Regions from separate parts of the Zea mays genome. Here region 1 is linked to region 2. Evidence: chromatin contacts called from public Hi-C data. All regions are on one chromosome and are shown on one strand. The core of a region is the stretch at or near the end of the contact, and the rest is flanking DNA. Distances in the headings are between cores, read along the strand shown.

Region 1 (7,291 bases), core at 4,252-6,751, 150 kb before region 2:
AAAATGACATGGCTGACGGTCCGGCTCTAAGGTCGGACGGTCCATGGCCCGGACTGTCCGCCGTATTGGCACAGACCATCCGGGCAAGTGTAGAATCAGCTAGGGTTCTAGAATTATTACAGGATTTGTAAGCTAAACCTGCGGGATTAACTCGGGAACCGACTTGTTAACGGGTTCATACCTTCCTATTTATATAGATGAAGGGCTACGACCGATTGAACCCTTCATAATCGATCCAATCAAATCTACTTTTCGTTTTTACCTTATACATTAGGAGTAGCTTTAGTTTAGTCCTAGTTTAGTCTCTCTACCTCGAATCTTCACCTCTTCGGCTCAACATCGACTAGAGGCGCCTTGGGTGGCCTACCGACGCCAGGACATACCCTAGGATCTATCCTCCCGACGAGTCCCTCCCGAGAGACGAGATCTAGGTCTGCTGCAAACAAGACGACGCTCTACGCCACGCGGACCGTCCGAATATACGCAGAGTAGGAGCCGCTCCTGTGTTCGGGTCGCGAACCGTTCAGCCCTGTGCCGCAGACCGTCTGCGCCTCCGTAGAGAGCATGGCCAGATGGTTAGTGTTTAGCGCCTAAATCGTACCAACAGACCCAAAATTCAAAAAGAAAATTATACATGGTACAGACACCTGCATCGCCATATATTAACCCTAGGATATACATATGCGCCGATTGTACAAAAAGAGAAGTAAACAAAAGGAAAGTCTTCTTCTACAATGGATGTAACGTAAGAACCTCAAAATAATTAAACTTCGGTGGTGTCAGTTTTGTTAGTAGTTTCATCTTCATCATCCTTGATAGGCCAAACTAAAGGCCAATTAAGGTGCTGCATCACCATTAATCGTCAGATTTTGGAACGGGGACGAGGCTGGCCAGCTTGACCCTGGGAATGTTGTACTCACCACTGAGTACTTTGGAAGCCACAATGCCATTTGCAGCATCAGTGAAGTGAACCCCGTCCCAGCTTATGAACTTTTCGCCAAGCTTGCACAGGTATTTGTCCGAAGTCATGCAGCTCTCCTTGGGGTCATAGTTGTAAGGGGGGCCTCCATGACCACAACATGTCATCAATGGCTTCTCAATCCCTGGAAGAACAATGGGAACCATGTTAGAATGCATGGAAGAGAATGGTATACGAATCTGTGAGACCTAAAATTGTGTTATCCCAGTATTGTTCCTGATTTCAAAATTATTTGTTTTCAACATGAAAAAAGAACTGGCAAAGGGACAGAGACAACAGACTAACTTACCATATTTCGTGTGGTTGGCAACAAGATCATACTTGATAGCGAACATATCCACAAAGACGATAGTCGAACTTTTCAGTGTCAAACGCAGCTCGTCCAAGGCTTCACTCAGCAAGGAATTGAACTTCTTGCAGACATTATTAATGCTTGCGATGCATCCATGCTCATCGAGGTCGCTGTCGTCATCCCTCGGCATAGAAAGCTTCTGAGGCATGCACCCTAATGCTCCCGTTCCATGTATCCAGAACTTCCTGGCTCCATTCTCGTGCAACCTCTGCAGTTTTGCAAGGATACAACAATTAGTTATTACGGAATAAATAGTGTGTAAAAAGAGTCTTGAAAAGAAATACTATTCGGAGTTCAGAGATTAGGGTTTGTAGAAGCAATGCACATCTGATCTGTGAATAACATTTACCTCGATGGCTTTCTTGATTTCAGCAATTACTGGGGGGAGATTTTCGAGCATTGTATGATAGGGCAAGTGGAGAACACCGTTTATATCGTTGTGCCCGATGTCCATGGTGTATATAGCATCTGGGAACGCCTTCTCAACAATCGGGGCACTCTCACCTGGGAGAAGATGGGCAAATCCCGTCAGATAAGAAAACCAGACAACATTTGTTTTTTTTTCGTTCGTCAGTTTGAGTAAAAGGTGAAGGGTTCAGGGAAGCCAAAAAAAAAGATGACGATTGTTTGATAAAAAAAACAGAAGCGCTGAACAAACCAAACCTCTCTCGATGGAGTCGAGGCATCTCTCCTTGAAGAAGACGAACTGATCCACCTGCACGTCCAGCGAGAAGGTGGTTACTCCCGGCATGGCCGTGGACCCTGCAATGGCGAAGTTGACGCCGTTGGAGAAGTTGGAGCCCAGCGGCTTCATGAACGGACTCAGGTGCGGCATGCCCAGGCTCTCACCTGAATCGGAGTGTCATCAAAAGCTTCTGTCAGTTTTGCTTTTTTTTCAAATAATAATCCGAGCCAGCTGGCATATACTGCTAGATTCCATTGCATATAGAGGAATGTTGAGGGAATTATTCAGTCATTCAGAAAGGCAGGAAAGCTCTGCGTGCGATGTTTTGGCAGCACTGCAGCGGCTTCCGTGCAATGCTGGAAAGCGCGTTGGAGACAGCACACGCATGGTGGCTTGTGTTTTTGCTTATAAGATAATAAAGGAATAATGACCATAATATCGCTTGAACATGCATTCCATGTGTGCCCGACTGAGCTGCATCATCATATTCCAAAGGTTCGGTGCTTTCATACCCCATTGAAACTGCTTTCTCGCAGAACAGAAACAAAATTACAAAAGACCAAGTGGCCATGTGCAGGCGCACTTGGGCGTTGAGTGTACTGTGTGAGTATGACCATGCGGTAAGTTGGTGCCAGCGTTGAGTGTGACTGAGGCCCGGTTTGTTTCATTGCTAAATTATATAAGTCAGATTATAATAAAAGGGTAGAAATATAAAATATCACTTTAGAATCATAAATAAGCTGAAATAAGCTACCTAATACTAGCTTATTTCAACTTATTTATGGTCACAAAGTGATATTTTATTCTCCAATCTAGGAGGGAAACAAACACACCCTGAAGAGTAGAGTACACCAGAAGTACGTCCATTGTACTATAGTGGCACTAATTACTGAAAACTAAGGGTCTGTTTGGAAGTAGAGTATTTTCTCTGTTTTTAGCAGTGGCGTATCTAAAGGGTGGGCCCCAACGCACCCTCTGATTTTGATCTGCTACAGTATATAGGTGGTTTTGATTTTTTTTCCTCATGTTGTAGTACTTAAAATGCAAACTCATTTATTTATTTTGATTTGCATAAGATTGGACCATCCTAACTTTAAATCCTAGGTTCGTCAATGGTTTTAGAGAATACTGTAGTATTTAAGATATTGTGGTATTTTTTTAATACAGTGTTTGCTAGACTCTTCAAAAAACTCTGTTTTCAAAACTGCAGTTTTGACTATGCTGTAAAACTTAGCTCGAGACCAAAGTTCTCCATATAGTGGTAAAAAAAATTGTGGGAATGTCTTGGTATTTCAAAACTTTAGTATTCTAAAACTGTAGTAGTTTTCAAACACTTTATTTCCAAATAGAGCCTAATCGGTACTAAATACTAGTTAGTGGTTGCAACTGCACAGGATCAAATAATGGAGTACTCTGTGGGAGATGCATACTTGCAGGCAGGCAGGCTGCTTACTTGCATTGAATGGGAGGTGCCAAGAAATGATTGCACTTGCGCACAAAGGAAACGAGAGATTGATGAGAAGCCGCACGAGCTAGCCAACAAGCGCTGAGTTGGCGCCGGCGTGCTCCTCGCCCAACACGAAAACGTTGTTGACTGACTTAATGGCTGAGCACCCGACCGACGGCATCTCTAGTGTGATAGAGATACCGGACACGGCCAACCTGGACTACGACGACCAAACACCAAGCGTTAGGTATATGGCATCCACGTTCATACACGGAGCGTTAGGAGGGTTGTGTAATCAGGTCAGCAGGGACCCGGGCGTGGAGGCGCTGAACAAGATGCACGACGACGGCGGCAGGCCGCGCAACTTGCGCCTGGCGAGCGAGAGAACACGAGGCTCCAACGCTCCTCCAGCACCGCGGTGACGGGCCGGGCCTCCGTCAATTGGCAAGTGGCAACCAGAATCCAAAACGTGGCATGCCAACCCATGCTTGCCAGTGCCAGGCTCCTGACACACGGGCACGTCGGGCAGGGGGCAGATACTGGCGGGCGCGCTGTGCGCGTCGTGTGCTCGGCTCCGCCGATCCAAATCCATTAAGTATATTCTACGGCGCGGCATGACACCACCCCATCCCGTCGGCGGCGTCCAGCTCCGGCCGGGCGCGCTAACCACCTCGACCTCGCGTCGCACCCGTTTGCCGCTGCCCGCTGCCATGGTGTTTGGCTGTTTGTTCCGGGAGCGCCACGCTGACTGATATGATTCTACGAAATATTCTTTCTGACTACAAGGCACGCTACGCTGGATTGTTCCAGTACTACTGCTACACTATCACAGGAAGAGAGCCATTGTTTCTCCATAATAGTAGTAATAATAATAAAATAAATCTACCGACAACATTTGCTCTCGATATTCTATACACCACCTTCAAATTCTTGTTGCACTCCAGACATTCTTGATTCTTCTCTGAAAAAATATGTGTGTTTGAGCATTTCGATTTCAAGCACGTGGGCTGTGCAAGCAGACGCAGCTCAGCGACACCTACACGCGGGCACACAAATCACAGGCGATATTTGCTCGTCCTGGCCGCCTGGGCCTCGGCGCCGTGCGCACTGATGCCCGCCGCGCAACCTGCTAATCCAGCGCTAATGGCGCGGCCAATCGCAACGGCAAACGATGTCTCGGATGGCTCTGCGCCTGGGGCTGTGCTATGCGCGCGTCGCCGGGAAGGAAGCCGGCCGAACAGCGCTGCGAATTCGTCATTAATCGAGGAAGAGCAAGGAAGGAAGGGGGGATGCACGGATGGATGGAACCATGGAATCGAATCGAGAGGGAGGGGGATTTGAACTACTAGCTAGCTAGGTAGAGGCATGGACTCACAGATGAAGTCGAGGATGACGCGTCCGTCGGAGAGCCGCCCCGTGGGGTGGTGGAAGTAGGCCCTGCCCTCCGGCGGCGCGATGCGGATCCCCATGACCGCCGCCACGCCGCCCGTGTCGCTGTTGGAGTCGCCGAAGTTGAAGAGCACGACCCCGTCACCCTTCTTCTTCCTCCTCCTCCTCCTCCTCTGCGCCTGCTCATCCTCCCCCGTTTCTACCTCCACGGCGGGCACGGGCACAGGGACGGCCGCGGCTGCTGGGGCCGAGCGCACGACGCCGCCTCCGCTGGTACGGGCGGTGGTCGCCGGGACGGCTGGCCCCGGCATGTAGCGCAGCGTGGCCAGCACCACCGCCGCTGCCACCGCGCCCATCACGATGTAGTACTGTACCCGGAGCGGGCCCATCCGCTTCAGCGACCCGCCGCCGCCACTCGCCGCGCTCGCCATGGCCGCCGCCCTGGCTCTCTGCGTGCTGCGCTGTGGCGCCGCTCGCTAGCCCCCGCCAGCCAGCCGCTCAGGCTGTGTCCCCTGACCTGACCTCTGTAGCTGCAGTTTAAAATCGACTGCTGTGTGCTCCTCAGAGACGGACGGACGGACGGCCAACTAAAGCGTGTGGGGGGTTTTCTGCTCTGCTTGTTTATTTCGACCAAATTTTCGATGCACTGACTCCTCGCGAAAACATCAAGCGTATATGTAGCTTCGTCTCTCCGCGTCCGCGGCTGGGTGGCGCGAGGCTTTGGTGAGCATAAGAAAAGGATGGGCAGATGGAAACATCGCTTTGTACCAAACAAACATGTGGGGGGAACAAAGTAGTGAGAGAGTTGGTGAGGGCCTTTTTTATATAATTTGCCGCAAATATAATCCATTGCTTAGCTTTTTCTCGAAAGAAAAAGGTGACGTATATTGTTAAGCAGCCCCTAGGTAATAATCATTCATTGGTGCGGTGCAGCCACAGTTAGAGGAACTCCAATAGTTACGTAAGCTACTCCCTCGTGTTCCGAATCTAATTAAGGTCCCGTTTAGCATGGCTCCGGCTTCTCTAAAAATGACTCTGGCTTTACTTTCTCTTAAAAACAACTTTTTTATAAAAATCAGTGTATTTTAACAAATTATTTGGCAAAACGGCTTTTCTCGACGTGAGATGAGAGAATGCTCCTCTCTATAAAAATAGCTCCGGCTCCTCGATGCTTTTTGTTGAGATCCTTCAAGAGCTGGAGCCGGTTTGAGAGCCCTCCCAAACAGGCTCTAAGTCCACATTTTATAATAGATTAGTATGCTGGTGGTTTCTATTTCCACCTTACCGGTTATATATTAGCTATATATATACTTGATTAGTACTAGCGTACAAATACATTATATTTTTTCTGCATGGCAACATCTGTTTTTACCTTTTCTGATTTGAAGTGTGTTACATGATGAATTAAGAAATGCAGTAGCACCGACCTATCTCCTCGTGCTACCAATTTATATAACTTTTCTCAGATACGGATCGTCGTCAACGCCCCCGTTTAGTTTGAGGGACTAAATATTAGTACCTTAATTTTGGTTCTATTTATTCTCTAAATTGTCTAACGATGGAACTAAAACAGGGGTTGAACTGTTTTAGTCTTTAATTCCTCGACAAATAATTAAAAGAGACTAAATCATATTAATATCACATTTTTGTCCTTATTTTTTCAATTGCGGGAGAATTGTAAGGGATATTTTGGTTTTTCTATGATTCATTGGACTAAACTTTAGTCCTTTGCACTAAATAAACCAAACATGCCCTAAAAAGTTTGCGAGACGTTGCCCTAAAATTCAGTATCACATCATAGCCATCAGTACGGTTTTATTTTTGTGCTTGAAAATGAAGCACAGTCAGCTAGACTTTGCGATGAAAAGGCGCTTTACCAACTCGGTGGTTGTCACGCACCAATGCCATGGACATGGACGACGACGCGACGAAATTCTGGCCAAGCTATAGCTAGCTAGCTAGTGGCGTGTTTGGTGGCACGTTGGTCTCGGTAGCTTCCTTTGGGATGCTGCAACAGCGCAGATGGAACGACCGGCCGTCCCAGCCCGGCGAGAGGGAGGAGGACGCGACCCGCCGCAACGGCGACGCCGCAGCTGCCGGCAGGTCCGACGAGCGAGCAAAATATCCATCCACAGCACTACGTCCGTTTCATTTTAGTTGTCGCTGAGCGATAACTAAAAATAAACGAAAGGAGTATATATTTATTCTACCTAACCTCCTCTGCTCGTCTCAAGATCAATTTCTTGCATGCGACGCACTACATGCAAAATCGATCGACAGGGGCTCGCGCGCGGTGCAGCTGTTTTGTTTATTCCATGCATGGCAATGCAAGCGTCAAACTATATTGAAACCGGAAGAAATCAGAGGAGATACGGTGTGTTCTAGCTGCACACACGTCTTTGCTCTCAGCAGTGGCGGAAGAACAATGATGGTTTAGTG
Region 2 (7,728 bases), core at 4,403-6,902:
GTGTCACATGAGGACAAAGCCTCCAACGGTCGACCAGCTCCAAGCCCTAACGACAAGATTCAAGGGGTGGGAGCCCAAGCAACATTCCAAGTCACAAAAGAGAGAGCGAGCAACTTCAAGGGGTGGGAGCCCAAGAAACATTCCAAGTCATATAGTTGACATATTCAAGCCCTCCCAACCACCTATATTCATTGATCCATCCTATACACAAGATTTAGACCACTACAAACCACACAAGTGCCACAAAAGAGAGAGCGAGCAAAAGAAAGCCTCTTGTGAGAGTTTAGCTCTAGTGCCTTGTGAGATTCATTGAGAGAAAGTGTGTGCTACATCTTGCGTTCATTTGTGCGTGGAGTTTTGACTCCCATTGAACTTCCTCCAAAGTTTTGGAGGCTTGTAAAGCTAGCAAGAGACACCAAAGAGTGTGGTGATCCTTGCGGTGTCTTAAGTGATCCTTGAGAAGAAGAAGAGCTCGCCGATCTTTGGGATCGGTGGAGAGAGGGAAAGGGTTGAAAGAGACCCGTCCTTAGTGGACTCCTCAACGGGGACTAGGTCTTCGAGGGCCGAATCTCGGTAAAACAAATCACCTGTGTCTCTTGTGTTTATTGCTTGTGATTTGTTTGTTTTCCCTCATTCTAAGTTCTCTTGCGCTACTCTCCGCTAATATCTTTTTGTGTTGCTTCAAGTTAAAATCACATTTAGAGAAGCAACGCCTTGCAAGAAAGAACTTGTGTTATTGCCCTTCTTATCTAAGCCCTCTTGCTTTATTCTCCATTGACCTATTAGTTGTATTGATTTATCAATTCCGCATTATTTGAAGGCAATACTCTTTACAAGCAAAGGACTTAGTTTTTTATACTCCGATAATTGTGTATCTTGTTCTAACCACTAATCAAGAGATCTAGTTGGGGTGTAAAGTTATAATTTTCATGTTTCGCCTATCCACCCCCCCCCCCTCTAGGCAACTTTCACCCCTTATCTTTGTGGTTGGCCTTGCAGAGACTTCGGTCTTTTGTTGACAAAGAAGAAGGAACACTCGCCGGTCTTGGTGACCATTGGAGAGTGGGAAAGGGTTGAAAAAGGCCCATCCTTAGTGGACTCCTCAACGGGGATTAGGTTCTTGGTGAACCGATCCTCGGTAAAACAAATCACCTGTGTCACTTGTGTTTATTACTTGTGATTTGTTTGTCTTCTCCCTCTCTAAGTTCTCTTGCACTATTCTTTGTTGATATTACTTTGTGTTGCTTCAAGTTAAATTCTCATATTTAGAAGCAACGCCTTGCAAGAAAGAACTTGTGTATTTCCTCTTCTTATCTAAGCTCACTTGCTTTAATCTTCATAGATATTTTAGTTGTGTTGCTTTTTGTTAATTTCGCATTCTTTAAAAAGCAATACTCTTGGCAAGCAAAGGACTTAGTTTTATACTCCGATATTTTTTTATCTTGTTCTAACCGCAAATCAAGGGATCAAGTCTGGGTTTAAAGTTATATTTTTAGGTTTCGCATATTCGCCTGGCGACTTTCAGATACCCCATCACCACTGGGTCGGCAAACTCTTGGGGTTCGATTTTTCTATGGAGTATAGGTCAGGCGCAAAAAACACCATCGTCGACGCCCTCTCCCGCCGCGACACCATCGATGGCGAGTTGCTGGCAATCTCGGCACCCCTCTTCGACATCATCGCGCGCCTACGGCACGCCCAGGCCACTGATCTAACCCTAGTCGCCATCCATGATGAGGTCCACGCCGGCACACACACACGACGCCGTGGGCAATGGTCGACGACATGGTCACCTACAACGGACGCCTGTACATACTGCCTGCAGCACCACTCATGCAGGAGATCCTAACGGTCGTCCACAACAACGGACACGAGGGCGTCCACCGCACGCTACACCGCCTCCACCGCGACATCCATTTTCCAAACATGCGTTGACTGATGCAGGACTTCATGCGCGCATGCACGACTTGTCAGAGGTACAAGTTGGAACACTTGCACCCGGCCGGCTTGCTGCAACCGTTGCCGGTGCTCGCCATCGTCTGGGCAGACATCGGCATGGACTTCGTGGAGGCGATGTCCCGGGTACATGGGAAGATGGTCATCCTCTCCGTCGTCGACTACTTCAGCATGTACTGCCACTTCATCCCGTTGGCGCACCCGTACACCGCTGAGTTCGTGGCGCAAGCATTCTTCACCGACATCGTTCATCTCCACGGCATTCCGCAGTCCATCGTGTCCGATCGCGACCCTATGTTCACATCGGCATTCTGGCGCGAGCTCATGCACCTCATGGGCACAAAGCTGCACATGTCCTCTGCCTTCCATCCCTAGACGAATGACCAGACGGAAGCTGCTAACCGCGTCATCGTCATGTACCTGCCCTGCTTCACAGGCGATCGTCCACGACAGTGGCTTCGCTGGCTGTCGTGGGCTAAGTACGTCTACAGTACAACCTACCGATCATCATTACACGAGACGTCGTTCTGGGTGGTCTACGGTCGCGATCCGCCCTCCATTCGTTCCTACGAATTCGGTGAGACTCGGGTAGCAACGGTGGCCAGGGAAATGGGAGATCGCGATGCCTTCCTCGTCGATGTCCATTATTGACTAGAACAGGCGAAGGCGGTGCTTGTAACACCCTAAATTTGAGGGTATAAAATTTCTTTTCTAATATTCACCAAATTCAGATGTTACCCTCTCCTTTACCTGTTTTCCTCTCTTTTTTCTAAATAATGAAGAGTTATTTTATTATATATATATATATATATATAAGTTTTTTGCATAGTAAAATAAAATCCTAGATAAGTTTCGATTGTTGCATTCATGCCGTTGCATAGTGTTTATGAGTGCAAAATATTATCATAATAGGTTAAAATTGGAGAAAAGAAAACGATCTAGTATCACAAAACAGGTAGATATTGCTGGAATCCATCCCAGGCGCCCGTATTCGGCCTTCGTCTTTAGTTATCTCAAAACGGGGCACCAAACCACTCCTATCTGTAAATCATAAATCAGTCTTGCTTAATCAATGCACGATGGGGACAAGTCTAGATTTAACAACAGAGTATGCCACCAAGGAGTTATTCACTCCGTTCATAAATATATGACACTGTTGACTTTAAAAAACAATGACCACTCGTCTTATTTAAAAAATAATAAGTTATTATTTCTTTGATTTATTTTATCACTTAAGTTAGATTGTGTTTGACTTAAAATTTTATATTTTTTAATAAATATTTGAATAAGACGAGTGGTAAAAATTTTCGAAAAAAAATCAACGTGTCATATATTTATGAACGGATATAGTACTCAGCATATATCATTCTAACAAAGAAAACATTTCGACATAACATGCTGCCAACTCCGCTAAACACTTGGCCAGAAGTTTGAGCACATCACCACATCCTGTATTTTATTTTATTTTTTCCCTTCCAGAGACTAGGGTAACCAAAAGGCTCAGACATGACAACTGAAGATTCAAGAGGAACGATGCGGAAAAGGTCAAAAGATAACCTGAACCTTCCACATTCTAAGATAAGTGATTCCTAGGTTGCAAGAAGGCGGCTCATACCATGGTTAGAAGCTCAGAATGGAACCCAAGATCAGAAGCTCAGAATGGAACCGTGTTATTTACAAGAGACGCCTTGATTCGTTCAGGTTAAAAAAAAAGATGCCTTTGGATCTACTAATTGGACATCGTAATCGGGATCAGGACTGAGCCAACAGCAACAACACCAGGCAAGGGTTCTGAGCAGCCTTTACTTGTCGAAATGACCGCAGGTGAACAGGCTTTCCCAACAACCTTCTGTTCTTCACAATCACAAGTCATCTCAAGATCTCCTGATGCACTGTGCGCCAAGGTACTTTTACAGTTTTACCTCCTTGTTGATGCCCCTCAGGTGCTGCTTTTGACGAGGCGCTGGCAACAGTTTCTGGTTGTGGTTTTTCAGTTGGGGCGACCTCAACCTTCTTCCAGCATCGTTGTTGGCCATCTGAAGCAGACTTCTGGTTTGGAGGAGCCTTGGGATGGTATTCTCGAGTTAGAGATGGTGTAGCCTTCACAATATCCTTGTTTTTCTTGCCACGAGCCTGGGTTCCACAGCGATAACATTCTTTCTTTCTGTTTCTGGTGGAAGCTAAGCTAGCCAGGTACCCAAAGTCTTGCCATGAAGCCCGGTTCTTCTCCCGGTTGAGATTCTGTATCTTCTAAAGTCAGACTGTATGTCTCGGTGATGAACTGATGATTTTGTCCATCACTACACTGTCAGATTTTGACAGCACATGCCCTGCGCAGCTTAAACTTCTGGAGCTGTCTGCTCCCTTGCTTCCTTCTCATGCAGCATGAAGCTACCAAGCACACATCCGTCTACTCTGGTATATTTGAGGAGTTCGAGCATAGTTGTTCCAGGAGTGTAGTGTATCTGCAAGTGCATGTATAGAACAGTGTCAGGGTGCAGGATGAGATCGCAAGATAAACAGCATATCAAGGTTTAACGTTGTCAAAGGTGCAACAGAAAAATACTAGCAAATGGATAAAACCTACTGGCTATTGCTATGCCAACTTCATCCAAAAAAATTTGCTAGTAAGGTAGTACCTCAGATTTCGCGCCTCCTGCGAGAAATTGTCGTTGAACCGCTCGATTTCGCGCCCGCAGTTGCCCTCGTATACCTTCTACGTGTCCTTCTCTTCTTCTCAAACCGGTAGCCGAGGCCGGATCCGAACGTGGCGGCGGAGTTCTGTACGACGTTATCTATGGTGTTCGCATTGCTAGCTCCTGCGGCTAGGGGGGGGGGGGGGGGGGGGGGGGGGGGGTCCACGGCCTCGGGTTATATACTCTGGGTTAAGAATCAATTGGCGAAGAATCCGGGAGGGGCTCTTGCGTTCGGTGGTGACATTCTCGGCCACGGAGTTCGTCACAGTTCCGTTAAGGGCTTGTTCGGTTATTTTCAATCCATATGGGATTGATACGGATTGAGGGAGATTTTGACTTACTAGGGATTGGAACCCCCTCAATCTATATGGATTGGGGTATAACCGAACAAGCCCTAAAGGAGATGACTCCGACAAGGAGGACCCACGGCCAGTGAGACAGCACGCGCTAGCTGCTATTGGGCTACGCAGGAGACTAGCGAGTGGGACCCGCCCGTCGGCGCAAAGCCCAGCCAGGCGGAGGTGGTGTGGGCTGGCAACCAGGTTACTGGGCCGAGGCCAGCAGATTCCGGCCCAAGCACAGGCAGGAGCTTCCTTCCTTTTTTTTTCTTTTTCCTGTTTTCTTATGTTTTCTATTTTCCAAATTCACTTGTAAGTATATTTTTAGATTTTCAAACTCAAATTAGATGCACAATCAACAACAAAACTCTAGCATGCAAATGCAAAAGTATATTTGTTTATTCATTTTCTTATTATAATATTCCTTTATCTATGCAAATATTTGGAATATGCAACAATATATTTTAAGAAAAAAATTTATAATCTATCATCTCTATTATGAGATGATTTATCATACTATATATATATATATATATATATATATATATATATATATATATATATATGAAAAGGTTTCTAAACACATCTTTTACAAGGGCACTAGCACTATTTCCCTTATAAATAGATATTTGTATGCTAGCATTTTGGTGAACATTCCTATATGTATATGGTTTCCATTAATTCATATACAGACATTTTTTGTAATCTTTTATGAGGAAACACTTTTACTTAGATCTTGGAAGAATGCTTTTAATAAATCTCTAAAATAGAATTTTGGGTGCTACAAGTAGTATTTCCCCTGAGTTCCTCGTTGCGGCTAGAAGACTTAAATTTGTGTTGCTTAATTAATAATGCTGACCCATGTACTTTAAAATTTTAGGCTCTTCTCCATTCGTCACACATGTACCACGAGGCAAAGAGTTCTTTTGCGCACCATGGTGTGAAGCTTTCCAATCTAGAAATAGACCTGCCTGCCATGATGTCGCAGAAAGACAAGGCTGTTGCTGGTCTTACAAAGGGTATTGAAGGCCTGTTTAAGAAGAACAAAGTTGAATACGTGAGAGGAAGCTTGGCTCCCCTTCTGAGGTAGCTGTGAACTTGCTGGATGTGAAATCGATAGCTCCCTGGAGTTCATATAGACGAGAAAAAGATTGTATCATCTACTGCTGCTCTTGCTCTTAAAGAAATACCAAAGAAGTTGGTGGTTGTTGGAGCTGGATACATAGGCTTAGAGATGGGCTCTGTTTGGAACAGGCTAGGGTCTGAGGTTACTGTTGTGGAATTTGCTCCTGGCGTTGTCCCATCAATGGATGGAGAGATTCGGAAGCAGTTCCAGCGTATGTTGGAGAAGCAAAAAATGAAGTTCATGCTCAAGCAAAAAAGATTCTTTGTTGTTCTTTTTGTCAGGAAACTGTGAATTGCGTCATTTGCTGTGGAATATAGTTATTACATTGTTAAAGTCACATGCTTCCTTGCATTTTTCCCCCCTACCTCCCTGGCAATGTGTGAAAACTGCAGCTTGTTTCTTTCTTCTGTCATTCTGTGCTGCTGCTGCATCACATCGATTTGTAGAAACCTGGTGTGCGCTGTACACCTTAGACTAATTTCTGTTGATACTACCTTAGAGAAGGATAACATATCCTCTTTTGCAGTGGGCTTATGCTATTCGTCCCCTTCGCTTTTTTATTCAAACTAGAATGAGAAAGCGGCCTATCGAGCGCTAAACCGTTCGTGCATATAGAAAATACACTTAAAACCATTTGACTTTAAAACCATTTGACTTTGGAGAAAGATCTTACCTCAAGAAGATAGGCATAATGAGAACTATGGAGTGGCAATTTGTAAAATCAATATTCTCTCATAAACCGCACAGGTATAGTTTAAGGTTCTGAGGCTCTCTTCCATATCAACATAAAAGCTCCACAATTTGAAAGATTTGTGCACTTTCATTTGAACAGGCCCATCCTCCTCAGTAGCAATTGCATCAATCATAATGTTAGTATGAGTGTTCTAGTATAAAATACACAGGAAAATTAAAAAATAACATATATCTAATAGAATATATTATACCCCGCCTCTTAACCTCAAGAGAGGGCTCGGGTGTTGCTTGCTTCATCAGTTCAATAGCCTCGTAAAAATTGTTGTGTTGCAGCTCCTTCTCTGCCCACTCGCACCAAATATTGGGCAAAATGGTCATCTGGATTATAATTCACTTGTGTAGCCGGTTCAAAAATATCTTCAGCACTATCTAGATGATTGTGTTTCTCATACATCTAGGGGTGGTAATGGATCGTGATCCAAATGTTTCTTCGCATTTTCTTAGAGTTCTAAATTAATTTTAGTTTAAGAATGAATAAAAATAGAGCCCGATCCTAACCCAATCCTTAAATTTTAGTGTAAAATTTAGAGACCATTACCAACCCTACATACATCTTTGCAAATTAATTTCACCCACAAAGACTCAATTGTCTTCATTGGGTCTACTATTTTCACAACTTCAACATATGTCGCTAACTGCCTTGTAGGATCCTTTTCAAAGAGTTTCACCCTCCTATACATATTGTTGCATTGTTAGCAAATCTATCAAACCAGAACAAAAGGAAATAGAAATATGCATTAGTAGCACACTACATGTTTGCATCTCACAACGTAATTTGCTAAAGGGGATCTGAGCCACTTGCATTCAACAAAGAATCAGTAATTTTCCCAGCTATAGAAAATTTGTGCAAACACTTAAA

The links. A called contact is a pair of places that touch in the nucleus more often than the background predicts.
Region 1: a contact with region 2 is called in a Hi-C map of tassel, with 2.7 times the contacts expected there. The contact joins the promoter of LOC100191527 here to the promoter of LOC103631417 in region 2. A contact is called at or near these places in 2 of 25 Hi-C or Micro-C datasets (ear and tassel).

Annotation. Positions count from the first base shown.
Region 1 is chr6:136,216,379-136,223,669 of Zm-B73-REFERENCE-NAM-5.0, reverse strand. LOC100191527 reads right to left here and starts at 5,501. Exons shown (of 5, transcript NM_001406549.1): 1 at 4,839-5,501; 2 at 1,995-2,180; 3 at 1,681-1,835; 4 at 1,269-1,539; 5 at 481-1,103. The coding sequence starts at 5,283. The coding sequence ends at 856.
Region 2 is chr6:136,070,201-136,077,928 of Zm-B73-REFERENCE-NAM-5.0, reverse strand. LOC103631417 (dihydrolipoyl dehydrogenase 1, mitochondrial) reads left to right here and starts at 5,652. Exons shown (of 4, transcript XM_020540099.1): 1 at 5,652-5,660; 2 at 5,871-6,054; 3 at 6,057-6,109; 4 at 6,111-6,407. The coding sequence starts at 5,652. The coding sequence ends at 6,407.